Regions from separate parts of the Mus musculus genome. Here all the other regions are linked to region 2. A link is a contact called in public promoter capture Hi-C data. All regions are on one chromosome and are shown on one strand. Each heading gives the region's core, a stretch centred on a gene start, on an enhancer-like site or on the middle of the called end of the contact. The rest is flanking DNA. Distances are from core to core; before and after follow the strand shown. Region 1 holds the start of N6amt1 (N-6 adenine-specific DNA methyltransferase 1 (putative)). Region 2 holds the start of Scaf4 (SR-related CTD-associated factor 4). Region 3 holds the start of Usp16 (ubiquitin specific peptidase 16). Region 4 holds the start of Smim11 (small integral membrane protein 11). Region 5 has its middle 24 kb from the start of Gm22808. Region 6 holds the start of Cct8 (chaperonin containing Tcp1, subunit 8 (theta)).

The links. Promoter capture Hi-C pulls out the DNA fragments that hold promoters and counts their contacts.
Region 1: a promoter capture Hi-C map of pre-B cells shows a contact between it and region 2. The contact joins the promoter of N6amt1 here to the promoter of Scaf4 in region 2. A contact is called at or near these places in 3 of 39 promoter capture datasets (liver and pre-B cells), 1 of 115 datasets of contacts at active chromatin or transcription factors (astrocytes) and 2 of 9 other capture datasets (adipose tissue and liver).
Region 3: a promoter capture Hi-C map of liver shows a contact between it and region 2, with 5 times the contacts expected there. The contact joins the promoter of Usp16 here to the promoter of Scaf4 in region 2. A contact is called at or near these places in 10 of 39 promoter capture datasets (the 3T3-L1 cell line, 3T3-L1-derived adipocytes, the C10 cell line and 7 more), 1 of 484 Hi-C or Micro-C datasets (B cells) and 3 of 115 datasets of contacts at active chromatin or transcription factors (astrocytes, large pre-B cells and pro-B cells).
Region 4: a contact with region 2 is called in a promoter capture Hi-C map of liver, with 2.6 times the contacts expected there. The contact joins the promoter of Smim11 here to the promoter of Scaf4 in region 2. A contact is called at or near these places in 3 of 39 promoter capture datasets (liver, neutrophils and pre-B cells).
Region 5: a promoter capture Hi-C map of hippocampal neurons shows a contact between it and region 2, with 3 times the contacts expected there. The contact joins the enhancer-like site here to the promoter of Scaf4 in region 2. A contact is called at or near these places in 4 of 39 promoter capture datasets (hippocampal neurons, liver, neutrophils and 1 more) and 1 of 115 datasets of contacts at active chromatin or transcription factors (large pre-B cells).
Region 6: a contact with region 2 is called in a promoter capture Hi-C map of pre-B cells, with 12 times the contacts expected there. The contact joins the promoter of Cct8 here to the promoter of Scaf4 in region 2. A contact is called at or near these places in 7 of 39 promoter capture datasets (erythroid cells, hematopoietic stem and progenitor cells, hippocampal neurons and 3 more), 1 of 484 Hi-C or Micro-C datasets (the G1E-ER4 cell line), 5 of 115 datasets of contacts at active chromatin or transcription factors (embryonic forebrain, embryonic stem cells, epiblast stem cells and 2 more) and 3 of 9 other capture datasets (adipose tissue, embryonic stem cells and liver).

Annotation. Positions count from the first base shown.
Region 1 is chr16:87,351,941-87,356,665 of GRCm38.p6, reverse strand. N6amt1 (N-6 adenine-specific DNA methyltransferase 1 (putative)) reads right to left here and starts at 2,481. Exons shown (of 6, transcript NM_026366.2): 1 at 2,280-2,481; 2 at 402-488. The coding sequence starts at 2,413.
Region 2 is chr16:90,281,346-90,286,098 of GRCm38.p6, reverse strand. It overlaps Scaf4 (SR-related CTD-associated factor 4), which reads left to right and starts at 1,596. Exons shown (of 20, transcript NM_178923.4): 1 at 1,596-2,096. The coding sequence starts at 2,067.
Region 3 is chr16:87,452,233-87,456,623 of GRCm38.p6, reverse strand. It overlaps Usp16 (ubiquitin specific peptidase 16), which reads right to left and starts at 1,639. Exons shown (of 18, transcript NM_024258.2): 1 at 1,522-1,639.
Region 4 is chr16:92,298,162-92,303,076 of GRCm38.p6, reverse strand. It overlaps Smim11 (small integral membrane protein 11), which reads right to left and starts at 1,774. Exons shown (of 4, transcript NM_138743.2): 1 at 1,734-1,774.
Region 5 is chr16:87,642,586-87,647,264 of GRCm38.p6, reverse strand. No RefSeq gene overlaps it. Among named protein-coding and RNA genes, the nearest start is that of Gm22808, 24 kb to the right of the region's middle. Within about 2 kb of position 2,149, at least 32 of the 459 cell types and tissues checked have an H3K27ac peak or open chromatin away from gene starts, as enhancers often do. A contact at or near this core is called in hippocampal neurons, where this site is marked.
Region 6 is chr16:87,493,528-87,497,998 of GRCm38.p6, reverse strand. It overlaps Cct8 (chaperonin containing Tcp1, subunit 8 (theta)), which reads left to right and starts at 2,130. Exons shown (of 15, transcript NM_009840.3): 1 at 2,130-2,270; 2 at 3,572-3,662; 3 at 4,213-4,292. The coding sequence starts at 2,211. It overlaps B130034C11Rik (RIKEN cDNA B130034C11 gene), which reads right to left and starts at 1,926. Exons shown (of 3, transcript NR_040375.1): 1 at 1,690-1,926.

The DNA of each region.
Region 1 (4,725 bases), core at 1,232-3,731, 2.9 Mb after region 2:
ATGAAAAGGGAAAGAGATCGCTGCCCGGACACTGCCACACAAACGACATAGGCGGTAACGAGCTGCAAGAAACACATTTGTCCCACGTATGGTAAAATCTTCTGCTGTTTCCTCCTGGCTTTTGTATTCTCAAGTTCTCTGCAAGGACATTCAACTTTGCACCTATTTTACAACAGACAAACTGTTTACCTGAGAACGATTAAAAGTAGAGATAGCATAAAGTTGTGTTGCTTCTAAAATCACACAGCACGAAGGAGTGAACGGGAGGCTACAGCTGGGGGCCAGCATAAGCTGTGACTTGAGTCCTCACTATCAGAGACGTATTGTCTATTTAAAATGTTCCACTTGAGCTGCTGCAGTCACAGAGACCCAGGAGGGGTGGAGGAACATCACATACTCACATGTATAAGGCCCGAGGACCTATCATGGAGGCCAGGAATGCAGACACCACACCAGATCCTGCTCCTACTTCAAGGCATATTTCCACTCTAACAACAAAAACAAAGTATTTAGTTCCTTCTTATGAAGATAATTCTTCATGGAAGACAACTCTCATGCCATATAATGTATTTCCCCAGCACCATCACTCACTTGCAAATATGTGGGAATAAAAGGGATTTACCATTTCTGGCAACTACTTAGTGCTTATTATTTCATAGCTCAAGCATGCTAATAGTTTAGGTGTGTACAGTATTTAAATTGAAGTACTTAAATAAACCCAGCAGCATATCCTAGGGTTTGCTAAAAGCCTTCCATCTACCTAGATACATGAATAACAAAGACCTCTCTCCCTACGAGAGTACTGTGTTGGGCAAGTACTTCAGTGTCTGATCTTAGAATGCCAATAATCTTAGCTTTCTAAATTTAAAAATCTTATATAACTTTCCAATAAATGTATTTCCTTTGATCACTATCAGTGTGTCAAAAGCACTACTTAATTTCCATGACTGATTGGCCTGATGACATTTACAAGATTTTTCTGTCACTTAACTGTTCAAACAACTCAAGAAGAAGTTACAGTATTTCCTTTTTACCTTTAGAATCAGCCACATATCTATGTGACCCACATAACAGGACACGCAAGCCACTAGTGGGTCATAGTAAAGTCTGTGAATCTTACCAGGTGCCTTCTTTATGGAAATAATCATTACGGTCTCAAAAATAACTAGAATTCCTAGCCTTTGTAACAAGGTCAGCTCTATTACAGCATACGAAGCAATGCAATTTGTAGCTGTAAATTTTTCTGAGCTGTTTTGAGCATTCAAGTTACAATTCAGTGCTCCACGAGATATTCCAGTAGCTCAAAATGCTCCACCATCTATGAAGAAAGACTGGTTTTATAGGCAGAAAAAAAGTGACAATATAAATAAACATGATGGCTATTTCGTTCTGGAGACACCCAGTAGGAATCTTGGCCATTAAGTTAATGACCCATATTCTTTCGGCAAACTATTTTATTAGAGTGATTATATGTATGTGTGCAGAATGGTCCTCAGCATTGTAACTGAACCTCCAAGAACAACCTGTAGTAGTTTCTGAGGCCGGAACTCAGGTCTGCAGGCTTGACAGCGAGTGCCTTTACCAGCTGAGCCATCTTTCCCGTTCTCAGCTCAAATTCTTTTCTCAGAAAAGTTAACATGTGGGCATTTACTATTTATGTCAATTAAAGCTATGGCCAATCCTTCAACAAATCAGGCTAGTGAAAATCCTACCGGCGGAGGCACGTGACTATTTAAACCTTCCCTAATAGTTCTAACCACATGCAACTAAAATTCTAACAGTTCAATTAAAAAACAAAACAAAACAAAAAAATCCCAGTTGCAATAACACTTTAAGTGCTCAGACGGCTAGTGGTTGTTCCTTGACTAGGTTGAGTGAATTTAATAGTTCACTGATCCTTATGTGTTCTTCCTTTGCTAGAGGATGTTATTCTTGCACTAAGGCGAGTTTTACATATTCACTTAAAAAAATTAAAATAGAAAATTAGGAAAGTTTTGGGACATCTTGCTTCTGGTTGCTAAACTCCGGCTGCTCCTCAGAGGCGCGTTTACATTCTTCAGATTAACAGCTAAAAGGCAGGGCAGGGTGACCTTGAAGCCGCAGGAACATCTGAGCGATGCTCTAACCCCAGCCCGCCGGACACGCCTCCTTTACCCCTCTCTGCTGTCAATCACCAGAAAGTAGGCCGGCCCACCACTTCCGGAGGAGGGCGGCAAGTTCCGGCTTCCGCCTCCCGGCCACCCCGTTCTCTCCCCCTGAGGCGCGCACCCTCCTCGCACCCTGCTAGCTCGGCCGCCGCCGCCTCGAGCGCGTCCAGTAACAGGAACGTGTCCTCCGCTGGCTCGTACACGTCGCGGAAGGCTCCGCGACCCACGTGCCCGTACAACGGCGTGGGGACACTCGGCGCCGCCATCTTTTCCCTTCCGCTTCCTATGGGCGGGCGTTGAGTACGCACGCGTCAGGCTTGCTGCGCATGCGCTTTTGTCTTACACTGGGTGGCGTTTGGGGTGAAAGAGCTTGTTGGGCTCTCTGGAACTTTTAAGCAACCTCTAACATCCGTTTTCAACTTGTGCTTACTTTTATCGGCTACCCTAATATTGAGCATCGTCAGTTATTTTGTACTAAGGTGACTGCTTTATTCTAATGACATTTGGAAAGTTTCTTCCCTTTTAAACTTGTAAGCACTTGCAAAAATAGTGTTTACAAAATTTATTGTTTTTTAAGCAACTGAAATGTAAATACCCATCTATAAGATTATGACTACTTTTATTTGCTTAATTTTGTTATACAGATTCTCACTGTCTTGGAATTTACTATGTAGGCCAGTCTGGCCAGGAACTCATAGTGATCCTCCACCTGCCTCTGTCTCCTGAGTGCTGGGACTATAAAAGCTGTGGCACCATGCCCAGCTTTTATGACTTTTAATTTTTATTTTGTATTTGACAATATTATACATGGATAACACTTTCATTCATTGAAATTATAGTTTGGGCTGGGCTGTGGTGGCTCTTGCCTTTAATCCCAGCACTCTGGAGACCGAGGCAGGCAGATCTCTGCTTGTTCTACAAAGAGAGTTCCAGGACAGCCAGGGCTACATAAAGAAATCCAGTCTCCGAAAAACAATGAAACAAAACAGAGACAATGGTTTGGAGGGCTGGGGAAGTGCTCAGGGGTTGAGACCTTGTACTGCACTTGAAGAAGACAAAAGTTTGGTTTCCTGCACCTTTGTTTGGTGGCTCACAACTCCCTATAACCCCAGCTCCAGGTTGTTGCTCTTCCTGCGTCAGTGTCACTGTTGTGCCCATACATACAGGCAAAAAAATAACATACAGAAAATCATAGTCTTTAAAAAAATGTAAGGGGCTGGAGAGATGGTTCTGGAATAAGGCTATTATTGAGGACTAGAATTTGGTCCCCAGTACCCACAGCAGGTGGTTCACAAACAGAGTAACTCCAGTTCCTGGGAGTTAAATCTTCTGTTCTCTGGCGGCATCACAAATACAGACTTGAAAATGGCAAGAAAGCTCTGCTGGTAAAAGGCAGGTAGGTGCTGCCAAACCTGAGCACATGGAGCAGGTCCCTGAGACTCACACAGTGGAAGGAGAAAACCTATTCTTAGAGTTCTCAGACCTCCAAGGGTATGGCAGCATACATGTGCACACATGCACAAACATCTAAATATAATACGGAAATATTTTTTTAGAGTGTCATGTGCCGCGAGAATTTGTTATTTTCACATGCATCCTTAAAATGTCTTTGGCATACAAGCAATGAAATGAAATAGCCGTTCTTTCTCAGTTGTTTCCCAGAGGATTTGTTTTTATGTATGTGAAGGTTGACTTTGCTCCAGGTTTGTCTGTTGCAATTCTTGAGACTGACATCCTTAGTGTTCTCCCACTGCTGTACACACAGTTCCTGGTGGGAGATCTGTTAGTGGACATACGGTTCAGTTTCTCTGGATAGTGCCCCATCACTCTCCAAACTAACCATACTTGTGTATACTCCTAACATCTTTTGGTGGCAGATTTATGAGTTGATCTAATATTAGAGATTTGTTTTAGATTGATTTGGTCCGATTGCTGATTGAGGTTAAGCCTGGGTTCATATGTCCATCTAGGGAATTTCTTCCTTTGTGACTTGTATGTACTTTCATGCTTAATTGTCCCCCCCTTTTTTTTTTTTTTTTTTTTGCAGGGGAGGGATGACAGGGTATCATTGTATAGCCTTGGCTGGTCTGACTAAATCACAGAGACCCCCCTAGCTTCTACCTTCTGCCTCCCAAGTGCTGTGATTAAGGGCATGAGCCACCATGAATGGCTGCACTCTTTTGTTTGTTTGTTTGTTTGTTTGTTTTTGATCCTGGGCATTGAGCCTAGGTTTTCAGACATGATATGTACACATTTTACCCCCAAACTATATTCCCAGCCTGGCCCCTATTTTTATTTATTTATTTTTTTACTTATTATTTTTGAGAGAGGGTCTCAGTAGCCCAGCCTGGCCCCTATTTTTATTTATTTTTTACTTATTATTTTTGAGAGAGGGTCTCAGTAGCCCAGACTGGCCTCGAGCTTGCTGTGTTGCTTAGAAGCTTGAGCTTCTGCTTCTCCTGCCTTCCCCTGCTCTACATTGGGACTCTAGGTTTATCCCACCATACCCTGTTGATTTGGTGCTGGGGATCAAACTCAGGACCTTGTGCATGCTAGGTAAGCACGGTAGCACTGAGCT
Region 2 (4,753 bases), core at 347-2,846:
CACTGTAGCTGTCCTCAGACACTCCAGAAGAGGGAGTCAGATCTCGTTATGGATGGTTGTGAGCCACCATGTGGTTGCTGGGATTTGAACTCCTGACCTTCGGAAGAGCAGTCGGGTGCTCTTACCCACTGAGCCATCTCACCAGCCCTACTATTAATTCTTGTTAACCACAGCTATCCTATGGAGAGGCATTTCCTGATCCTTACCCTGTCGGAGTTGAACCCACAGCCTTGGTTAGGGCTGAGATTTTTCTTTTTCTTTTTTTTTTCCGAGACAGGGTTTCTCTGTATAGCCCTGGCTGGTCTCGAACTCAGAAATCCACCTGCCTCTGCCTCCCCAGTACTGGGATTAAAGGCGTGTGCCACCATGCTGGGCCAAACACCTTGTTCTTAAACACCTCTGCTCCTTGTCTGTCTGACTTTTCAGCTCCTGTTAGCTGTGCAGTATTGAATCCCAGGTATCTACCTCCTCTCAGCCATTTTCCTGGACTTTACCCATATCGCAAAAGCCCTCAGTTAACTATCCCAGGGACAGCTCAGATGGCTAGAGCCCGAAAAGATAACCGTCTAGCCAGATAAACTTGGGCATGGTGGTTAACTGAACTAGGCTGACTTAAATGAGGACACTGTTCATAGGCATTGACAAAGATTAGCCATTACGCCCTCAAACTCATTCCTTCCTTAAATTATTACCAAGTTGACGCAAACCCAGCACTCATGTCCTTCAAGAAGCAGTGTGCATCTTCCCTCCGGAACACCATTCTGTCTTTCCTCCAGTGCCTGATACCTTCAGCCTCATCATCTCCAGGGCCCGAAGCCATGCTGTTCCTGGCCCCACTTTCTTCCGCATGCATACTTTGCAGGATGTCAACCTGCATGATGCCCCCTTAAGAACAAAATCCTAACTCTGCTAGGATCTGGTCTCGGTAGGGCCAGTTGCTTTCCCTAAGTACCAGCCGGTTGTCCTCCAAGGAGAGGTGATAGCACAGCGCGCAAGGTCCAGAGGGCCCCTCCTTTCTCGAATTCTTTTAGGATGCTCGCCCTTTTCTACGGGAAGTAGTCCCCAACTTCCAGTACGAGTCAGGCCTTCTAGCTTTTATACTCATGCTCCACAAAAGTGAGGTTTCTACAGAAAAACTTTCATTTTTCACACACCCAACAGACAGCGGTCGCAGCGCGCGGCAGGCGGTGAGAACTCAAGTGAATCAGAACACACTTCTGCCGAGAGCGACCCAACGGGGTTTGGGGAGATTAGCGTTAGGGGTTCAGGAGCCCAGTCCTCGGAAGTTGCTCAGGGCGTCCACCAGGTCCGCACGCAAGTCGAAGCAGGGGACTTGGAGACTGCAGACGCTCACCCTCCGCGCTTTGTTTGTCGCAGCAGCAGGGCGCAGTCCTGCCCGGACACAATGCACCCCGGGAGCCGTCGTCCGGATCCTGAGCCCAGAAGACGGGAACTCTCCGCAGCCGCAACCGGCGGGAAAGCGCGCGACAACGCGCGGTCACACGCTAGCGGCTCGGCGCCGGTGGGGCGCGGAGGGGCGGGGCGTGGGCGGAGCCAAGCACGAGCGGGGCGGAGCCGGGCTCAGGAAGCGCTTGGAGGCCCGAGCTGTCCCAGGGTGCTTCGCGCGGCGTGCACTCGGGTCGCTGCCGCCATCCTGCTGGCGAAAGAGAGGAGAGAGACAGAGAGGCCCGCCCGCTCGCCGGCCGGGCCAGTGTGGGCCAGTGCGTGAGGGAGGGCGCGGGGGGCCGTGTCAGCGCGACGCAGAGCGCAGCCGCCGCCGCCAAACGGACATGTTGGAGCCCCGCGCTGCCGCCGCCTCCCATCCCTCCTCCGGCGCACGGGACTGAGCAGGGGCCCGCCGCCTCTGCCTGCGCTCGACCGGCCCAGCCTCGCCGCCTCGGCCGCAGCCCCTTCCTGCTCGGCCTCCGCCGCTCGTCGCCTCCCGTCCTCCTCCCCCTCCACGCCCAAGGGCCCTGCCGGCACCCGGCCCTACTCAGCCGCCGCTCCAGGTCTAGGTGACCGGCGGGCCCGGAGCAGCCGCAGCCGCCGCCGCAACGCGCGCGAACATGGACGCCGTCAACGCCTTCAACCAGGAGGTGAGGAGTGCTTGGGGTTAGGGCTGGTGCGGGCCACGCCGGGGCCGCTTCTCTCGCTGCCCGAGGGCTTTCGAGCACCGAGTCCGGGCGGGGACGCTTCCTGCCCCGGTTCCGGGGCAGCGGGCCTGGAGCCGGGGAGAGGTCGCGGCCACCGCCGGGGGCTGACCCCGCGCCCCTCCCCCGCCAGTGCCCCTTCGCCCCCTTCCGGCCTGTGCCGACTCCCGCTTCTTCAACGTGGCCCTTATGCTGCTCCCGGCCCCGTTATCGGCTTTACGGGGCCGGGATCCCGCCAGGGGCTGCAACGGAGCGCTCGGCCGACTCAGGGGCGGGAGTTCCCGCGAGTCCCGGGGCCGGCGTAGCAGCCGCCTGGGTTCTCCTGTTGCTCAGGCCGCGGCGCTGCGCGGCGGCCGCTGGACTCTGATCCCGGTTGGCGGAGACTTAGAGAGGGTGTCTGCCCTCCCACCTCCTGGATTGACACGCTCACAAATGAACATAGAGCGGTAGTTCCCTTGGCCTTTCTATCTAGAACGTGCCCTTTCTGTACATCGTGACACCTAAAAAGTTGAATGGGAGAGCAAAGTGTACGCCCCATTTAGTCCGCTAGTAAGGCTGCTTGGGTCTCCACCTGCTCACCCTCGCACCGCCCTCTCGGGGTACTTAATCCTCAGCTCCCTTCCTCAGGGACATTTACATGTGAAAACCTCCCCAAACCGGGAACAAAGCTGCCTGCCGCCTTAAAGCTCTCTAGTTGTATCTCTGATCGTTCCATGTGCTGCTTAGGGGCATAAAGTCCATACTATCTTATTTATCTGAATGGATGTGGGAGGAGGAGACGACCACTGATGCTTTAAAACGCAGTTACAGAGTGGAAACTATTGTGAATTAAGTTGGGGTATGTTTCCCGTTTCAAATACCACTGAAGGAATCTGATGTCATAGTTTGACACGTGTTGATGTGGTGTCAGAACTTGCTCCATCTCACAATGAGATTTCTGTGGCTCAGTTCGCAATAGTATTAGGTTGTTACTTCTCTTTCTATTCGTAGCGCTGCAGAAGGGGACCCTCCAATTAGTCCTGCAGTTGAGAATATTTATTGCTGTCCAAATTACCCCCTTAAAATACTTTTCCTCAGCTGAGGAGTCCATGTCTTTCCAGACAGCCGTAGTTGGCACTTGGTGATGGGAAGTGAGATGAAAGAGTTGACTAGAGGCTGGGCAGTGGTGGCGCACGCCTTAATCCGGGCACTTGGGAGGCAGAGGCAGGCGGATTTCTGAGTTGGAGGCCAACCTGGTCTACAAAGTGAGTTCCAGGACAGCCAGGGCTGCACAGAGAAACCCTGTGTCGAAAAAACAAAACAGAACAAAAAAAAAAAAACAACAATAACAAAAAAGAGTTGACTAGAGATGATTTTCAAAGCAGTAAAATAATGTGGGATCCCAGAAGTCAGTGATAATTCACTAACTACTCAAGTTGTACGTTGACTTGCACTCTTAGCAGGTGCTCATAGCAGGTGCCTGGCAAATGGTTCTTGAATAGAGGTGAATTTACACAAATGCCAGTCTTAAGATTTCAGACACACCTCTTGAGGTGAAAGCTAACCTGAAGGTCTAATGAACAAGAATTTTTCGTGTGTTTTTAAAGACCAGAAACATTCACTCCTTATTTAAGGTATTGTGGAAGGTATCTAATGTTAATCGTTCCACTGAATTAGGATTTTTAGACTACTAAGGAAGTGGTCAACAGATTAAAGACTTAAGGCCATCGAACCTTTTAAGGATAATAAAATTTGAAGCTTCTGGTTGAATGGATGAGGAAAAATAGCCTAAAACTGCAGTCCATTTGATTGCTTTGAAATATGAAACTTGTGTGTGGCTCTTTAAGAAGGGGAAATAGCATTTTGACCTTTAAATGGCATACTGAGCTTTTCTCGTAGATTTCCCTTTCATCCTAGTCTATGAACTTGAAGTTACACTTGTTAGGTGAATGCTGCCATTGCCAACTCTCTGCTAAGTTGCAAACTAAAACCTAAGGACTTGTGCTCATTCTTTTTCTCTCTCCCCCATTCAGAAAAACCTCACTGAGGAGGTCAGGTGCTTGTCAGTAACCCTGAATCTCCTAAGTCTGCTGGTGGCTTAAAAATGTTGAGTGTCCTTGTGTGTGTTTTTTTTTTGGTTTGGTTTTGTTTTGTTTTCGAGACAGGGTTTCTCTATGTAGCCCTGGCTGTCCTGGAACTCACTCTGTAGATCGGGCTGGCCTCTCAGAAATCTGCCTGCCTCTGCCTCCCAAGTGCTGAGATTAAAGGCGTGCGCCACCACGCCCAGCATTGGAAGACTCTCTGTCACTCAGGGAGCACGTCTAATAGGAAAAGAAGAGTTTTTCCTCTGTGTGTTGTGCGGTGTCCATGAGGTGTCAGTGGAAACTCAGAAGAAAAGGTTCCGTTTTAGGATTTCAGAGGCGGTGGTTTGAAGGGGCAGCAGGGCTGAGGACTGGGTAGCAGTTTGATTCTTGGAACCAGTGGATGGTAGTGTGTGGTGTGATGCTTCCCATCTAAAGGACTTGATGTCATTTCTGGCTGTGGTAAACATGGACGGTTTTAAGTAGTAAGATGGCAAGATTGTGTTCTGTTTGTATTGCTGTCATGTGGGAGAGGCATGAACG
Region 3 (4,391 bases), core at 390-2,889, 2.8 Mb after region 2:
GCAATCCTGACTCATAACTCATCAACAAAAACAATTAACGAGACAGTTCCAAAACCATCATGTTTGATTTTCACGATCATCTTTTAAATGAAGATACTCACTAAAGAAAGAAATTTAAAAACAAAACCACTCTAGTCCCGGCTGACCTAACCCTCCAGAGATCCAACTACCTCTGCCTCCCACAATGCTGGGATTAAAGGCGTGTGCCAACATCACCACCAGGTTTTAATGAAGATTTAAGAAAACCTGCATTAGCCGCGTTGAAGGCCAGCCTGGTCTATGGAGCGAGTTCCAAGACAGCCAAAGCTGTACAAGAAGACCTTGTCTCGAAGAACAAAGCAAACACACAGAGAGGGACAGAGAGGAAAAAGATATGTACTATCCTGTATCTGTTTCTCTACCACAGTAAACTGCTTTTCAAATCTATAATCTGAACAATTTCTCTCTCCTTTCCTCCCTCTCCCCCTCCCCCTCCCACCCTACCCCCACCCTCCTCTGAAATCCGAAGCCTTAGGAGAAAGAACTGGTTCTGGGCAGAATTTCTATCTTGCCTATAGCATACTGTGAGTACATAGTAGGTCCTCAAGAAAAACTTCCTCCGCTAATGGCGCACACCTTTAATCCCAGCACCGCAAAAGTAGGCAGTTACAAAGCTCCAGGCCAGCTACAGCGAGGTGGTCAGATGGACGGACGGACGGACGGACGGACAGAGGGACAGAGAGATGAGATGAGATGAGATGAGAGAGAATATTACCTGAGAAGGCACAACTTCAGGTGTAAAAGAAAAAGGCGGACATGCGGACATTAATTAAATCATAAGCCTTCAGTTGTGGAGACAGAGCTAGAAGATCTGGTTTAAGGACTGCAGCTTCCCTTGAGACAGCAGAGGGAAACTTGAAAGACAAACTTTTAATTAGGGCAACCAAACCCATGACTGAAGTGTCAGTCGATGCTACTGAAGGAGCTACAGTAAACTTCTGACAGCTGTGAAGGTCACTGCTGCGCCGTGGGAACGGCGTCTATAAAACAGTAATGCTCGGTCCCGCAGCGTCCAGGGGAGTTTTCAGACGAGAATTGCCACCTTGGTCCAACTACTCGCTCGCGGCTCCCTCCCTTGGCTGAAATCACAACTCCTGCTGTCAGCCTCCTATCCAGCCGGCTGCTTTCCTTTTCTGCCCTCCCGGTCCTCCTCTGCCTTCGCTAAGCCATCATCACCACCAAGGCAATGTCGGAAAGCCCCTGTCAGCAGGTCTCTCTACAACGTGGCTCTCCAGTTTCGACGTAGGCTGTCACCCGGAGGTGGCAGCGCCAGCCGCGCTTACAACGCACACGGTGTCACCGGGCGCTCCCCGGAGCTCGCACGCCAGCCGCCCGCCCAGCCACCCTTCCCGTCGCCCGCCGGCCCTACCGACTGCTCGGCGCCCACCGGGCCGGCCCTGGAGCCGACAGCACCCGCAGTAGATGAGGATGAGGCCGAGGCAGGGCGGGAGTGTGGCGGCGGCGGGGGTGGCCGGTACTCACCCGGGGCGACGGCGCCCATAACTGCCTCCCGCGACGGGCCCGGAGCCGGCCGCCAGCTCCGCTTCCTCCAGGTGACGCAGAGAGAGCGACGCGGTGGAACCAGCCACCCTCCCGGAGAGGCAACTTCCGGAACGCGGCATTGTGGGAAATGGCTCGGCCTCCCTTGGGGTGGGTGCGTGGGAGGCCCGCCACGTGTTCACTGCAGTGTTAACTGTGGAGTAATTTAAATCCTCCTAGGGAGTGGATGACGGGTCCTGGCCCTTGGCTTGGAAAGTCCTTCATGGCTACCTCTCTTAAATACGTTATTTCTGCAGGATGGCCAAGAGAGCGACGTAATTACACACGTCTCTCCTTTCCCCTAATCCTGTCCCACTCGCTTATAAATGTGAGTGTTCTTTCTTCCAACCCCAGCCTTCACCTTGCTGACCTTGTCCAAACTGACAGGAATTAAAGGGGAATGTTACAGTGTAAAGTCCTGAAGATTTGAGTTGCGGTTGGTTGACGAGAAACAGTAACTACACACTCTGTGCCGAGTCTTTTGTAGCACCCGTTAAGCGGACCTCAGCGGAGACAGTAATCACAGAAAACTACCTGTGCGTGTTAGTAGCAAAATAGGCAGAAGTAAGCAACACGGTAAAAGAACAGTTGATGGTGTGTGCGAGGGGATGCCATAAAGAAACCACTTGAAACTGCCGCTCAGTTAGGGGGAAGGTTTTTATTGTGAATAAGAGAAAAACTACTCAAAGGCATCGGGAAGAGTCCAGTGCAGAGAGAGGAAGGCCAGGGCTAGGGAAGCAAGAGAGTGGGAAAGAAGAGTGGATGGACATAGCACGATTGAAAAAAAAAAAAAGTAGCCAGAAGAGTCGGGGGCAAGGAAGGGGCAAAGAGAACGGGAATCAGGACCCAGATGAGAGAAGGTCCTGCGGGCTAGGGTGAAGGCTTTGAGATGTGTACTTGTGAACCGGGACTGAGGGAGCCTAGAGGCCAGTTCTAGACTTATCTAGACCTATCATAGGCAACCGCGAGTGTATATTAATGGAGAATCATGTCCCTTCTGTCAGAGGCAAGGGACATGAGTCCTTTTGGGGAGAAAACAAACCCTCAAGGTTCCTCAAACCTCAAAGATCCCGAGGAATGTTGGCTTTTTATCTAACCACCCGAAATCCTTCCATAGTCCAGCTTGAGCTCATTTCTAGATATATGGCCTTCTAAAAGATTGCAAATGAAATATTCAAACTTACTAGTTGTCAGATAAAACTATGTTGAAATAGTAGCATAAAACTGGAAAATTGGCCAGTATAATTTTTTTTAATTAATCACTCTATTGGTTTATATCTCAAATGATATCCCAGTTCCCAGTTACCCCTCCACCAACTTCTCATCCCACATGTGCCCTCCCCACTCCACTCTGCCTATATGAGGGTGCTCCCCCACCCACCCACACTCTCCAGCCCCACCTCTCTGGCATCCTTGTATGCTGGGGCTCAAACCTCCCTGGGACAAAGGGCTTCCCCTCCCATTGCTGTCAGGCAAGGGCATCCTCTGCTACCTATATGTTTGGAGCCATGGATCCCTCCAGGTACTCTCCTTAGTTGGTGGTCTAGACTCTGGGAAAACTGGGTAGTCAGGCCAGCCTATGTTTGCAATCCCCTGCTGCTCCAGCCCTTCTGCCAGCCCCTTACCACCACTAGGTTCCCTCAGCTCCGTGTGATGGTTGGCTCCAAGCATTCACATCTGCATTTGTCAGCTGCTGGCGGGATCTCCCAAGGAACCACCATACTAGGTTCCTGTCAACAAGAGCCTCTTGACCACCTCAAGTGTTGGGTTTGGTGTCTGAGGACATGATGGATCCCCAGGTGGGGCAGTCCCTGGTTTGCCCTTCCTTCAGTTTCTGTTCCATTTTTGTCCCTGTTCTTCCTTTGGACAGGAACATTTCTGAATTAAAATTTTTGAGATGAGTGGGTGGCCCCATCCGTGGACCAGGGTTCATGCTTACCCACTGGAGGTGGTCTCAACAGGTTCTATCTCCACCTTCTCTACGAATTTTGGCTAAAGTCATTCCCATTGAGTCCTGGGAGGTCCCTGGTGCCTGGGACCCTCCAGTGGCTATCCCCAGTTCCCCATCCACCCTGCTACATATTTTTATTTGATTTCCTGACCCTCTGTAACTCTCTTATATCTCCTCCAGTTTCTGACACTGTTCCCCCTTATTTCCTCCCCCTCCTCTTTCCCTCCCAGTTTCCCCTCTCCCTCTATTTCCTGTCCCCATCCCCCTCAATGCAGGACTGAAGTATCCACACCCTGGTCTTCCTTCCTTCTAAGCTCCACTTAGAGCTTAGAAGTCTAAGTGGGGCTGACTCATGAGCATTGTGAGCTTTTGGGCTAACATCCGCTTATCAGTGAGTACATGCCATGTGTGTTCTTTGTGACTGGGTTACTTCACTCAGGATGATATTTTCTAGTTCCATCCATTTGCCTGAGAATTTCATGAAGTCATTGTTTTTAATCGCTGTGCAGTAATTCATTGTGTAAATATACCACATTTTCTGTATCCATTTATCTGTTGAGGGACATCTGGGTTCTTTCCAGCTTCTGGCTATTATAAACAAGGCTGCTATGAACATAGTGAAGCATGTGTCCTTGTTATATAGTGGAGCATCTTTTGGGTATGCTCAGGAGTGGTATAGCTAGATCCTTAGATAGAACTATTTCCAATTTTCTCAGCAACCACCAAACTGATTTCTGAAGTGGTTGTACCAGCCTGTAGTCTGACAAGCAATTTAGGAATGTTCCTCTTTCTCCATATCCTCACCAACATCTGTTGTCACCTTAGATTTTGATCTTAGCCATTCTGATTGGTGTGAGGGGAA
Region 4 (4,915 bases), core at 525-3,024, 2.0 Mb before region 2:
CCAGTAATCGCTAAGAAGCATGAGTAACACACAGCAAGCATTATTGTCTTGATAATGTCTCTCCTTTGCTAATGGTCCTCAGATAACAAACAGCAATAGGGCAGGATGTAGTCTGGACAAGATGCCAGGCATGGGATAAAGAATAAGGGCAAGAAGAAGGAGGACAGGACTCTACTCCAGGTGGCAGTAAGGGCTGAGCATGTGACCTGGGAAAGCCATGTGGCTCCTGAGCCAAAGCGCTCTTGGGATATCAGCGTCCAAGGAGTAAGTCTCCCACTCTGGAATTCACAACTCTCTGCTCTGTCTAATGTCACAGGACATGATGCCAAAAAGACTAGCAATCTGAGTGTTAAGAGGTAAGATCTCTGAGAAGGAAGCAGGGGGCTGTGGGCGTGGCTGAGCCAGAGTGCTAACGCAAAGCTCTCGGTTCAGCCCAAGTAACTCACAACCCAACCTTGGTGGTACAAGCCTGTAACCCTAGCACTTGGGAGGTGGAGGTCAAGGGATGGGAGTTCAAGGTCATCTAAGGCTACAGAGAAAGACTGAGCTGGAGGCCAATCTCAGATGCACAGAATCCTGCCAAGGAAGGAGAAAGAGAAGAAAAAGAGAAGAGGAAGAGAAGGAGGAAAAAGTAAAAGCAAAGGGGAATCTGTACTGCTATGGAGTGGGTGGGGTGGGTAGAGGAGAGCGAAGGGCCCAGAGCAGCCAGGTTCATTTTCACCCACTACTTTAAATTTCAAGGCAGCTTGCAAGCTTTCTGCAAATGGGGATAACCAAGAAAGCTAAACATAGCAGTGAGCTGTCTGCTCTGATATCACGGACTCCTGGTGCCATTCAGAAGCAAGCAGCAGCTGGCAGCAGAGGGTGAGCCAAAGCCACTGGGGTAAGGACAGCTGGAGGCCATTAAAATATATGAAATGCAGGGAGCTGTCCAGGCTTAACCCTTAACGACAGAAAATAAAACTGTTTGTAGTTTTGATCTTTATTGCAAAGTATCCTGCCAGGTTTTATTCTAGAAACAAAGAAGACATTCACTCACTTTGATTATACCAATTTAAACGACGTGGACAATAGTCTGCTCACAAGCTCCGTGTGCTCCTTGGCGAGGCTAACAGAGTCGAGGGTGCACCTATCTCAGCATATAATGCACTCACCTATCCTAGCAGCTTGTGTCAACTGTCTGAAGCCGTTTTCACTCCCAGTCTCTACCCCTTTCACTCCAATTCCTCAGCCAACCATTTAAAGTATCGGTAGGTTCAAATCGCCATGACCCCTGGACCTCACTTAGCCCACTCAGCACAGGCCTTGGTTTTCAAGAAACCCAGAAGCACCTTATCCGGGTGGGTGGCCAGATTCCAAATTTCAAGGCTTTGGGGAGCCTGTGAGTTATGGTGCACTTCCCTACTAGATGAAACGACACGCCTTGTTTAAGCAACTTTGGCGCCTTTGCGATCTGGGGCACCACAGGATCAAACGGGGATTTGCTATCCCTGGATACTTGGGAGTGCCCAGTCCCAGGTTCTCGCCCCCAGGCATTGCCTCCACGGGGGTGGGGGGTGGGTAGAAGGCCAGGAGTTATCATCGCTCCCTTCCTGCGTCACCAAAACAAGGCGACAAGACTATTAGAGTTCCCAAGGGCTATGTAGCCGTAGGCAGCAAGTGTCATCATGGGAGAAACAAGAACGCGGGATGACCAAGGGATTCCCCAGAGCCCCAAAGACTCACACACTTACACTCAGGGCGGCGGGGCCTCCTCGCTTGCTGCTCACAAACCACGACTCCCACAATCCCGTCGTGAAAACTACAAGTCCCGAAATGCACCGCTCGGAACGGAAGCGCCATCTTGAAAGGCACCACTTGATACGCAGGCGCAGTGGCTTTAGGGCGCCCGCAGATTCGCTAGTATTAAGGAGCGTGTTTCTCCAAGCGCAGGCGCTATGGGCTTCAGGCCAGTTGCGCAGGAATCTGAGGCTACTGCAGAAATCCAAGTAGGAACCCTGAGGGTGGTCCGCAGGGGTTAGGGTTCGGCCTAGGACCCTTTGTTCATGTCCACTGGTCATTGACTCCTGTTCTATACAGCTGAAGACAATAGGTCCCAGGTTTTTTGTTTTGTTTTCCAGGCTTAGCATTCCTCCAAGGGGACAGACAAGAAGAATGCATCCCGGTTGAGATAACCGATAGATACCCAGATTTTAGGTTCCCAGTTTCATTTCTAGCCAGTGAATCCCCAAAGTGCCGGGTGGGGAGACGCAGACAGCAGCCCTGTCCAAGGCTCTGGAGAGGCAAAGTTCTCACCGAGACCTCCACCTCATCTCCCTCTTCTGTGGAGGGGGGAGCGGATGCCCGGTGCTGACACTAATTGCGGGGTGAATTCTTGGACCCAAGAAAGTTAGCTTCAGATCTCATCATGCCTCTTTGTGGAGATGAAGTTGAAAATGTTAGCGTGCAGAGGGTTTCACAGACCTGGTTGTGCTAACAAGAGAATATCACGTTGAGACTGTCGTTTAATTTAACTCTACAAGGCCTATAAAAGGACACACTATAATTGTAATATTTCACAAATGATGAAACGGAAACACAAAGGATTTTTTTTTCTTTCCCGAGGCTGAGGCCAGCTCGTGCCAGACCTGGGGCTCGCCATAAGTTGCGAGACTGGGATCAGCCCCTATCACCTGTTCCTTTTGCAATAGCTTTGAATCTGCACTGAAGTACTACTCAGATGTGTAGAACTAGCAGACTAAGCAGAAAGACTCTAAAGGGAACATGGATAGAAAAACAACAGCAACCCAGCTGTTTGACTTGGCATTTTCATTTAGAAAGCTTTGGTTGAAGTTGATACTGGAGGGAGAAGCTGGGGTAAATGGATCAACAACTGGATGCCCATCCAACTTGTTAGTTATCTCCTGTTAACACAACAAAATGCTTGACAGAAGCAGCTTAGGTTATCTAGACTAGGTGAGTAGAGTCCACAGCTGGGAGGAGAGTGATGGAGGCTTGACCTCTCTTGGTCTTCTCCTTCAGGTTCCATCCAGGATCCCAGCCCAGGGAATGGTGGCACCCATTTAGAATGTTTTCCCACCTCATGTAACCCAATCTATATAATTCCCACAGGCATTCCCAGAGGTGTGGCTGTTACCCTAGTCTAGATCCTGTGATGTTGCCCATATTAACTACCACATAAAGATGTAGCATTTCTCCTGTTCCCCCTAAGTAAAATTGACTGATTGATGTCCATGTTATAACTATATTTTCCAGTGAGGATGATAAAGTATGTTTAATGAAAGCCTGGATTTAACCACCTGTACGTTTTCCTGGAGAAACAGATAAGCCAAGGGGAAAATTACAAACTCTGGGAAAGGGTGTGTGTTTTGTGTTGTGTTGTGTGACGTGCAAGGGGCATGCCCAGCAGAGTCTTAATGTTTGTATTTCAAAGAGATATTTCTACATGCTAGAAGAATTATTCTTGCTGAGTCTCTGTGTTTGCATTTCTAAGAGACATTTCTTTAGATGGAAGAAGAATTATTCCTCAAAGAGAAAGAGAGAGGATTTTGTAATTGCAAGCTTTCTCACTGCTATAAAAGAGGGTTCCATAGCCTATTGGGCTCCTTTGGTTAGATTTTACAGTCAGCTCTTCCTGGTTTCTCAGGCAGGTACTTTAAGGGGCTGGATAACCATTTTGAGCTGTTAGAAAGATATATTAATGTTTATTCAAGTCTCTTAGGATATGAAGGTCAATGAAATAATTTGTACCAAGAGTATAGGATATTTACTGGCCAAAGTTGGAGCCTAGTCACGAAGGAGGCTCAGGGAACCTTGACTTGATTAAAAAGAAAAGTCATTACGAGGGTGGAAAACCTGGCTGGATACAGCCCCACACTAGGATCTCTGGGTCTGGGCTATCTAGGTTGACCATGCTGGTGTGCAACAGGATGTTAGGCTTCTGGCCTGAGGAAGGAAGCCACTCATAGCACATCTGCTCTTGGACTATAAATGACTTACTCTAACACCATGTAGTTTCTCTGGTAGCAAAATGCAAACATGTTGCAGGAAGCAAATGCTTTATGTAGATTACATCTCCTTCTATAAAGGGACAAACATTGTAGTTGGTTTTATGGTGTGTGGCCACCAAAACTCATGTTAAAACTTGAGATGAGAGGGAGGCCTGGCCTTTGGTGGAGGGAGCTTTACCCTCACTGGGCTGCCCTGCACTACCAGGGCATACACCGTTATAATGAGGGTGTGTCTGGTATCTATCTGGTCATCCTCTTTCTGTCATATATTAATGCCATATGATATCTTCACCAGGAACCTCAGACGCTGATACCTATGCTCTTAGTCTTCCCAGCCTCCAAAACCACGCACGGACTCAGAATAACCCCGACAAATCATTGTCAGGCACTGTCTAACGGGAACAGAAATGGTCCTCTTTGACTCTTGTTTTTGTACTCTGAGGCTGGAGGACCTACTCACAATGGGTGGGCCCTGGCCATGGCAGAGTAAAGACATGGGATATGGACCATGAGGTATGGATGCTAAGGACCAACATGTCTCTCATTTGCCCTGGATGTCCTATCTGCAGATATTATGTCTTCAACCTCGTGTCTCTGTTCCAGCCATGTCCACTTCCTGTTGATCTCTGTTAAGACTTGTCACATTTGAGTGCACAGCTGACTCCTCCTTCCTCCCCTGTGTGTGTGTGTGAGCTCTTCCACCTCTGCATTCCCTATTCCCAACCCCCACTAGCCCCCACTGCTCAAGATGTCACTCTCCTCTCACTCCTAGGTCCCAGGCCAGGAACCCAAGTAGAAATATGTCATGAAGTTGAGTTAATGAAGAAAACATCTAATCTTGATAGATTGCAGTCTTCTCATCTGTAGGTGAAGTGGTAGAGGGTGACCTCCAAGGTCCCCTTCAG
Region 5 (4,679 bases), core at 900-3,399, 2.6 Mb after region 2:
TTCTGAGTTCGAGGCCAGCCTGGTCTACAAAGTGAGTTCCAAGACATCCAGGGCTACACAGAGAAACCCTGTCTTCAAAAACCAAAAACCAAAAAAAAAAAAAAAAAAAAAAAAAAAAAAAAAAAAAAAGAATAAGCATAATAAACAGTAAATAGAAATTGTGGAAAAGTAGGAAAAGCGACTACTATATAAATCTTAGACAAGCTAGCCAGGGGGGCGGGAGGAGCGGGAGGAAGGTAAATAAGAAAGAGGAAAATTTTCAGAACAGCTTTGAGTAATAGAGCAATATAGCAACTGCATAAGCCTGATAAAATAAACCAAATGGTTACTATAACAAACACTGTACTGCGTTGGGGGCTGGCTCAGTAGGCAAGTGTTTGCCTGGCTCTGGCCTCTGTGCACGCCCACACACATACAAGCTTGCTCACACACCCTCATGTGTGCACCTACACAAGCGTGTATATGCACATTCCAGAAAGTAAAAGCGAAAGTGGAGAGCTCAATAAAAGTTTATGTTGATTCCGTGTTGGGATATTAAATGGATTTAAATCAGATTAAATTAATATGACCTATTTCCAAAGATTATGTTTATGTGACTACATGAGGTTTTTGATTATGTACATAGCTCACACACTTTGGTTAGACAATGATCCATGTGGTTTTTTTAATGATCCATGTGTTCTGTAACAGCCATCCAAGATAGAGCAGAGTAAATTTGTATTCAAGATTCACCCCTGAATATAAATAAGGGTGAAGTGGTAGGGAAGAGATTTAGTGGCCAGCACTGAAATATAACGAGACAGAACACGGGGATTAAGTTTCAAAGCAAAAGTGAGGTAAACCTTGATGGTATACAAAGTAATGATATCAAACAAGGCTCAGCACGCTTCTGCAGACAGCCTGGCAATCAATATTGTAAGCTTAAGGGCCATCTGGTGTCTGTCAAGGCTATTTAACTTCACCAGTATAAGTCAAAAGCAAAAAGACCTTGCCTGATTACAAGAGAGCATGGCTGACCCCACAGTGTTCAAATCTATTTACAAAGCCCAGGTTCTTAGCACCTTTCAAGACTTCTCAGTTTCACTGAGTTAGCTTCCCAGCAGGAGCAGACAGCGCTTGATCAAGTGGGCAGAAGAAATGTAAAATAAAACAATATGTACAGAGCTTCGCTTACCTAAACAGACAGCAGACCACACAGTGGGCCTGCCAGTTACAGTTCGCTAAGGCTGTAGTGCCAGGAAGGGGAAGGGTTTGGGGATGGAGCTATGGATGGAGTTCATTTGCAGAATGCTCATGCAGCACACACCGGAAGCCCTGGGTTTGATTCCCTTCTAGGTCATTGACAGACATCCTATGAGCTAAAAGAATTACAACCACTGACACCCTCCGCACAGAGAGTCTTGGGTAAGAAAATCCTTGGTCTGAGGATCCTGGGGAGGGGGGGGGAGCATTCACAGCCCAAGTTTTCTGCCATAGACAGAAAAGAGAACATCTGCTCTCAAGGGTGGGGTGTTCCTCCAGAACACAGACACAGTCAAGGAGGACTGCCCCGCTCTCCGAGGAAAGTGACAGGCAGCACAAGACAGCGCCAGGAGGTGGCAAGCAACTCGGGTGTCTTTCACAAAGCAGATTTATTCCTGATCAAACATTTGCTGACAGCACCCTTCAGTCTGTTTTATTTTCAGCATTAAAAAAACGTCCTCCTGCTCTATAGGACAGACAACTTTCAGAGCGTTGTCAAATGTCAACTAAATATTAACCAGTTTGTTTTAATAAGCTTCTCGATATCTAATGTGCATCTGAACACTGATCTAAGTATAAGGGCTTAGGCCAAAAAAAGGGAAAACATCATTTTTCCTCAAATAATCTACAGGATACCTTGCCAGCAGTCTCATCTTAACAACCATCTGTTTTCTTTTCATTTCACTGTCATTAAACAGAAATGGTTAATTCAAAAAAGGAAGGGACAGCCGACAAGCTTGGAGGATAAAGCATTTACCGCAACAAATATAAGGAGCTGAATTCAAACCCCCCTGGAACTCACATGGAGCTGATGTGTGCTGGAACCCTGGTGTTCCTATGGTGAGGTCAGAGCCTGAGACAGGAGAACCCCTGAAAGCAAGTGTGCTAGCTAGCCTGGGGTACACGGGTACACACTAGTGAGCAGGAGATTCTGTCTCAAACAAGACAGAAGGTAGGGACCAGAATCCAAGGTTAGCCTCAGACCTCCACACCTGCACCAGGCCACACATATGCCTACTCTTAAGCACACATAAGAACATAGTCTCTCTCTCTCTCTCTCTCTCTCTCTCTCTCTCTCCCTCTCTCTCTCTCTCTCTCTCTCTTTCTCTCTCTCTCTCTTTCTCTCTCTCTCTCTCTCTCTCTCTAAGGATCAGAAAACCAACATGTCATGTAGCTCTATCAATCATGGCCATTTTGCTCAGATGTCAGCCTGGCTCTTGGAGCCTCTAAAGCCACTGCAAAGATAACTCTTTCATGATTGATAAATTTTACTCCAAATCCACTCAAATGTTTAAAAATAATTTTCACTCGAGGAGAAACATCTATTCTGGACTTTGGCTAGAATAACCCTGCAGAAGTCTTTAAATAGTAAGGGCATCATCAGACCCAAAGTACCACACAGCCAGGCCCACAGAAATAGTCATTCTGTTTGTCCAGCTGCACAAAGTCCCACAGATCCCAGCCCCGAGCGTGCTCGGTATATTTAGCAACATTGCTTATCTCTCTTCAGTACATTTTTAATGATCCTAAGAAAGAGACCTCCACTGCTCCAAAATTTAACACCCATTTTTTTTTTCCAGTTTGAGTTTGTTCGAGACCCTTTCACCCTCTCCGAGGCCCAGAGGAGGTTATCAACCTCCCACGAGTTCCCACTAATGAGGTAGATGAGAGGTGAGCTCATACTAGCAACGCAGGAATGGCTGAGCAAGCGCCTCACAGCACAGCGCTGCCACTGTGAGAACCAGCCAGACTCAGTGGGAGAGACAGGATGGCTGGGCAAATAGATGAACGCTTGTTTGTTCTGGGACGCTCCCCGCCCCTTGCCAATTTTAAGAGATGTATTTTCGCTATGTTGCCCAAGATGGCTTCAAACTTATGATCCTCCTGTCCTTGTCACCTGAGTGCTGGGATTGTAGACTGTGCCACCACAATCTCTAATAGTTCTTACTCTCTGGCCAGTCACGAGGGGTCTGCATGTGGGCCATATGATTTGGTATCCATCTGACTAGAACATTGGTAGGTTTTTTTCCCCTCCTAGATTACAGAGTAAAAGGTTATAACTCTAACTGCCTGGTAGTCTCCTGTTCCAAAGAGACAAGGCAAATGCCGTTCACCCTCTCAGCCCTTTTGCACCATCATCAACAGCGAAGGGGGAAAAATAGAAGGCAGAGGCAACACCAAGGTCTAGATGCAACTCTGAAATGGCTTCCACACTGACCTCTTAAATACTGACATATTTTGACGGATGAAGCTGTTACTCTCCCCACACAGCCAGATAGTAAGAAAAGGCTTTGCAAGTTATTAATAAATAGCTACTCACTGTGGACTCAGAAATACATACTTAAACAAAACAAACCCCCACCCCAACTCCCCTCTGAGCCTTTTTGAACCACATTGCCTGAAGAACCAATCTGTGCAAACCATTGAGCCCGTGAGACTCTCCCAGCTCCTCGCAGCCCAAGGCACCCATGATCTCAGTCTGGATTCTTACCACAGAGAGCTAGTGGACTCACACTTCTGATTGTTGACAAAACAGGCCTTTACGTTCTCCTAGACTCCTTTCAGCACTTTGATGGGCTGACTCCTACTCATTTAGAATACTTTATTGAGGTGTGATTGACACACAGAAAATCCACACAATGCATATCCATCCAATTTGCTGAGTGTGGAAATAAGTAAGTGAATATGAAACTCTCTTCATGATTAATGCTGTCAATCTATCACTCTGAAAGTTTCCTCCTGTCTCCTGGCTTTTATCTCCACAGAAATCATGAATGTAAAAATCTAAGCAACTTTTTATATTCATATTATATAAAATTGAAAAGGATATGCATCTTTCTTTGATCAATTCCCTCTGGCCTTGTTTCTCTAGAACGTCTTTTCTAGCTTCTAGAAAGTTCTCTGGATTGGCTTTTCCAGTCTTAATACGTATGTCTTCTTCGTTAGTATAGAGAAGTTGGGAAGACTGTTAACACAGGTTTCTGAAATAGTTTCCCAAGACCAAGCTATAGCCCTACTGTGTGTGGACTGGACCAAGCTAGTCCATTGTGTGCTCATTCCACTTCCTTGTGTATAAAGGGAATATTCAGAGTACCTTGGATACTTTATCAGACTCATGGACAAATTAAACAGGCTAATTTAATATGCATAGTATATGGTAGGTACTATATGTAATTGCTGATGTTATTTTAATACAAATCAAACACTTTACTTCTTAGTGGGATAAAACAAATAGAATAAAATGAACTTTCTCTGTATCTTTATAAATATGCTCTGTTATCGAAAACTGACATAAAAGCAAGAACAGAAGAAATATTAAATTGTATTAGTCTTAATATAAATTATTAAATTACACACACACACACACACACACACACACATACATATTTGGCATGTTTCAAACACTTACTTATACACCTTGCAAAGTGAGTCCCTGT
Region 6 (4,471 bases), core at 881-3,380, 2.8 Mb after region 2:
GCTTTTAATTCTTCCCATTTCCCACTTGTGCAAGGTCGACTTTTACTTTAAACTTTTGATGAAAATTTATCCACTGTCTTGAACTCGTTTAGTTTTTCAGGATCTAGTTATCAATTTTTGCCAAGATTTAGATCCTCTTAGTTACTTTTAACAAATCAGGTATAATTTTAAATCCCCTCTCACTATTTTGTGTCAGTTATACCCATAAGTGATGCTGAGACAACGGGTTTTAGTTTTTCCTAGCAAATCCATGAGGGAATCTTCGACTGTCTTACCTCTCAGGTGTCATGTACTTTGCAGACATAGAATCCACATAGAAGTTTAAACAGAGTCACCCAATGATTGTTTTTAATGGGTATCGTAGTAACCATTGATTGTTAATATTATAAATCAAACTATTTAACATTAATATAAAAATATAGCAGTGAACACTGAAGGCTAACATAACATTATTGAAAATGTCTCTCTTGAGGACTGATATTCTCAATTTTTTCCCCAAATATTTTATATGTGGCTTAGTGGACGACAAAGAGTGTAAGTGGCTCCTTGTGCTTTTCACATTCATACTGTGACATACTGAACACCCAGCAGGCCTTCACAGCTCCCCACAGGAAGAGGAGACAGCTCTGTATTACTATGAAAACACTTGCGTAGTCATGGGCCCTGAAAGGGCGTTGGAGAGCCTCGGAGGTGTCAAAACCAATCTTTGAGAACCACTGAACGTTTGCTCTGTCTTCCAATATAATTGGCTCACTTACCTTGTGTTCGGTGACAAGAAAGTATTTTCATGGTTACATTTTTTTTTCCTTTTTCTTTTCTTTTCTTTTTCTTGGATATTTTCTTTATTTACATTTCAAATGTTTTCCACTTTTCAGGTCTCCCCTTCGGAAACCCCCTATCCCATCCCCACTCCTCCTGCCTCCATGAGGGTGCTCCCCCACCCACCCACTCCCATCCTCCCACCCTGGCATTTCCCTACAAATGGTGCATTGAACACCCTAAGGCCTGAGGGCCTCTCTTCCCACTGATGTACAACAAGGCCATCCTCTGCCACATATGTGGCCAGTGCCATGGGTTGCTCCATGTTTAGTCTTTGGTTGGTTGTCCTGTCCCTGGGAGCTCTAGGGGAACTGGCCTGTTGACACTGTTGCTCCCTCCATGGGGCTCCAAACCCCTTCAGCTCCTTCAGTCCCATGGTTACATATTTAAAATGTTTAATAGAAAAAAAAATTGCAGTTGATAGTACGGTTGCAATTATGAGTCTGTCCCAATGTAAAGAAAATCTTAATTTCTCTATGTCCAACGACTCACCAAAGCGTTTCATATTTTTCTGCAAGGGCAGGAGATGCTTCCATTTTTTTGTATTTTTTTATTGTAAGAGTGTTTTACTTTCTCTATGAAGTTATTCTATTTACATAGAAATGTTTGTGAAAAAGATTCTGGGGGAGTAGAGAATATCTATATAGATATATAGATATAGATAAAGTGGTTAACTATTCCCACTTTGTAATCTGCCCATCTAGGGTAGAAATCGTCGCTGTAATATCTATTGGCCTGGTGACCTCTGCGTACCACTGAATTGTGGTTATCAACTTCCCTTCCATAAAATGGAGATTAATATTCATTCTTAAATTTGACCAATAACAAAGATAACTGCACTTAAGCAAACCGCTTAGCTCTGCTACGCACGTGCAGTCCACGCGTTGCAATCCTCCATGCTATTTCAAAGATCACCTTCGAGCCTTCAGTGCTTCCCAGTGACCAACACAGAGGATGTCCATTGGTAGTTTATAGGGGCGAGGGCGGGTGAGCTTGGAGAAGAAAAGGCTAACCTGCCCCGGTGCTGGGTCTGCAGGATTAAGTTTAAGTGAAGGATAAGACGTTGGGTGTCCGCCACCGAAATATCACAAGCCAAACGTCCTAACCAAAGTTTACTCATTAACTTAGGACAAGGGACACGAAGGGAGCATGCACGCTCTGGGTTCGGCCTGATCGTCCGCTTTGATCGGGAATCGGCAGATCAGGTCTGTCTGCTGGAACCTCTGGTTCTCGCGATATTTCAGAGACGCTGCAGGTTGAAGGGGCGGGGCGACCGGAAGTAGGGGGACGCGAGGCGGCGCCGAGGCCCATTCCCAGCAGGCAGTGCGCGGCGCCCCTTGCTTCCTCGGCGTCTCGGAGCGAGCGCGTGAGCGGTGGACTGCGGCCGAGCCATGGCGCTTCACGTCCCCAAGGCCCCGGGCTTTGCCCAGATGCTCAAGGATGGAGCCAAAGTAGGTGGCGTGGAGGGACTGTACGGTGGGAGGGTGGGTCTGCGCCTGTGGCGACCGCGACAGGCCTGCGGGCGGGCGGCCGCGCCGCGATCGGGATGGAGAAGGTTCTAGAAAGGGAAGCGTGCTCTGGATGCCGGCTCGCTGGAACTGGTGGGCATTTCTGTTATTCCCCCGGCGGCTTCGGGTTTGCATCCCAGCTCCCCACGCCCCTGTCTGCGGCATGGAGCCCACGGGCGCCGCCCTTAACGCGAGCTGGCGATGCGTTAATGAACTTGGACGGAATTGGTAACGGGTGGTTGGAGGGCCGGGGATTGTAGGATGGAGATGACACGAGTCCGGCATGGTCACTCCTGGGCCTGCCCTTGGTTGCTTCCTTCCAGACACGTCCGATCCCCACTGCTCTACTGAAAACTCTCCTCTGGACGTTCTGTTTCCTTTACCTTTTCTGAGTTGAGACCGGGCCGAAGGCTGTTAACTGTCTTTTCACTCTGACTGTCCGATGTCGTAGCCTACAGGATAAATGAAGCCCCACCCCAGATCGAATAGGCCGTAGTTTCAGGAGTGATTTTTTTTTTTTTTTTAAAGCGGTCACATTGCTTATGGAGCGATTTGTCCTGAGTTCCCCAAGCTGCCAGATAACGTTTGTTTTGTCTTTCATATTTTTACAAGTTGTAGAAATAGCGGATTCTTAGCAGTACAGAGAGGTGGTGTCCCCTTTGTAGTGATAACTGGCATACTGAATGGATGTCAGGGCTTAATGTAAGTTAGTAAGTTCTGCAAATGACACTGTTAACCTTTTGAGGGGTAGCAACAGCTTCCAGTTTCCATCTTTTCCTCCATCACTCTGGCTGAGGACATGATACATTTAAAGGATTTCTGTCACAGGCTAGCATTTCAGCACAGAGATACTTTGTGTAAATCGGTACTGATGGAGGCTATAGTGAAGACAAGTTTTTTTAAAGTACCCCCATCCCCCAAATTTAGGTTAAAAGCTAGTACTAGTAGGCTGGGATTGTAGTTTAATGGTAGATTGCTTTCTTGTGTTCAATCCCTGGAAAAGGCAGAAGGAAGAATAGTTGTTATTTAGCTAGGTGAGTAATAATCTGCCAAGTAGGAGCTATTGATTATCCCATTAGTTTACAGATAGGAAAGAGAGCCAGGCCCAGTGGGGGAAACTGAGGCTGTCTGATGACTGCCTGTGTGATCCTGGCTGTTTCTTAGAAGCATACTCAACAGAGGTATCCTGCGGTAGAAAACTCTTAACTTGGTTATCATGCCTAAGCAGACATTTTCTTTTTCAGCATTTCTCGGGATTAGAAGAGGCTGTGTATAGAAATATACAGGCCTGCAAGGAGCTTGCTCAGACTACTCGCACAGCGTACGGACCAAATGGTAATGACCAAGTTCAGGCTGTGTGGTGTGACTGTTAGCGTAGAGAGCGGGCCTCACGTGTTTTATGGTCGGTGGCATTGATGTGCCTCTCACTTTCAGTCAGGAATGCAGCTTTCTGGGAAAAGAGAAATTGGAAACGATGCTGTTACCCTGTTAGGTCCTAGGGAAGTCCAGCATCCTCACTAGTGGCCAGTACTATTGTGGAAAGGCTCAGCAGTCTGCAGAAAACAGCACGGCATCAGGAAGCTCTTCCTTCCCTTTAACCACCAGTTGAATTAGAGATGCACACAAAGAGATTACGGAAGAAACCAAATGTGTTTCTAAGCATATTGATTTTAGTGTTAATTCCTGTTTATTAAGCACGTCTTACATGCTAAGCATGTTGGTGTTTAGTCAGGGAAGCCCATGGGGCTATGATGCTGATCTAAACAGATGGTGTGTTCTGGGGCTAAACATCAGTACGGCTTCTTGCCGGAGTTTTCCTGGGTTGTTTGCAGAATATTTGAATAATAATGGAACCTTTTTTTTTTTCTTTGCAACTACTTTTAAGGAATGAATAAAATGGTCATCAATCGCCTGGAGAAGTTGTTTGTGACAAACGATGCAGCGACTATTTTAAGAGAGCTAGAAGTAAGTTTTGTTTCAAAACCATCAAAAACCCATGACTCTGACATAGGTGAAACTGTATTCAATCTAGAGGACGAAAGGCTGTTTCTTCCTCCACTTTATTGTGAAGATTTATAAGTGACCTTTCTAGGTTTTCCATTTTGGCTACTCAAACTCTTAAATTGTCTGTGGGTGGGTGGGTT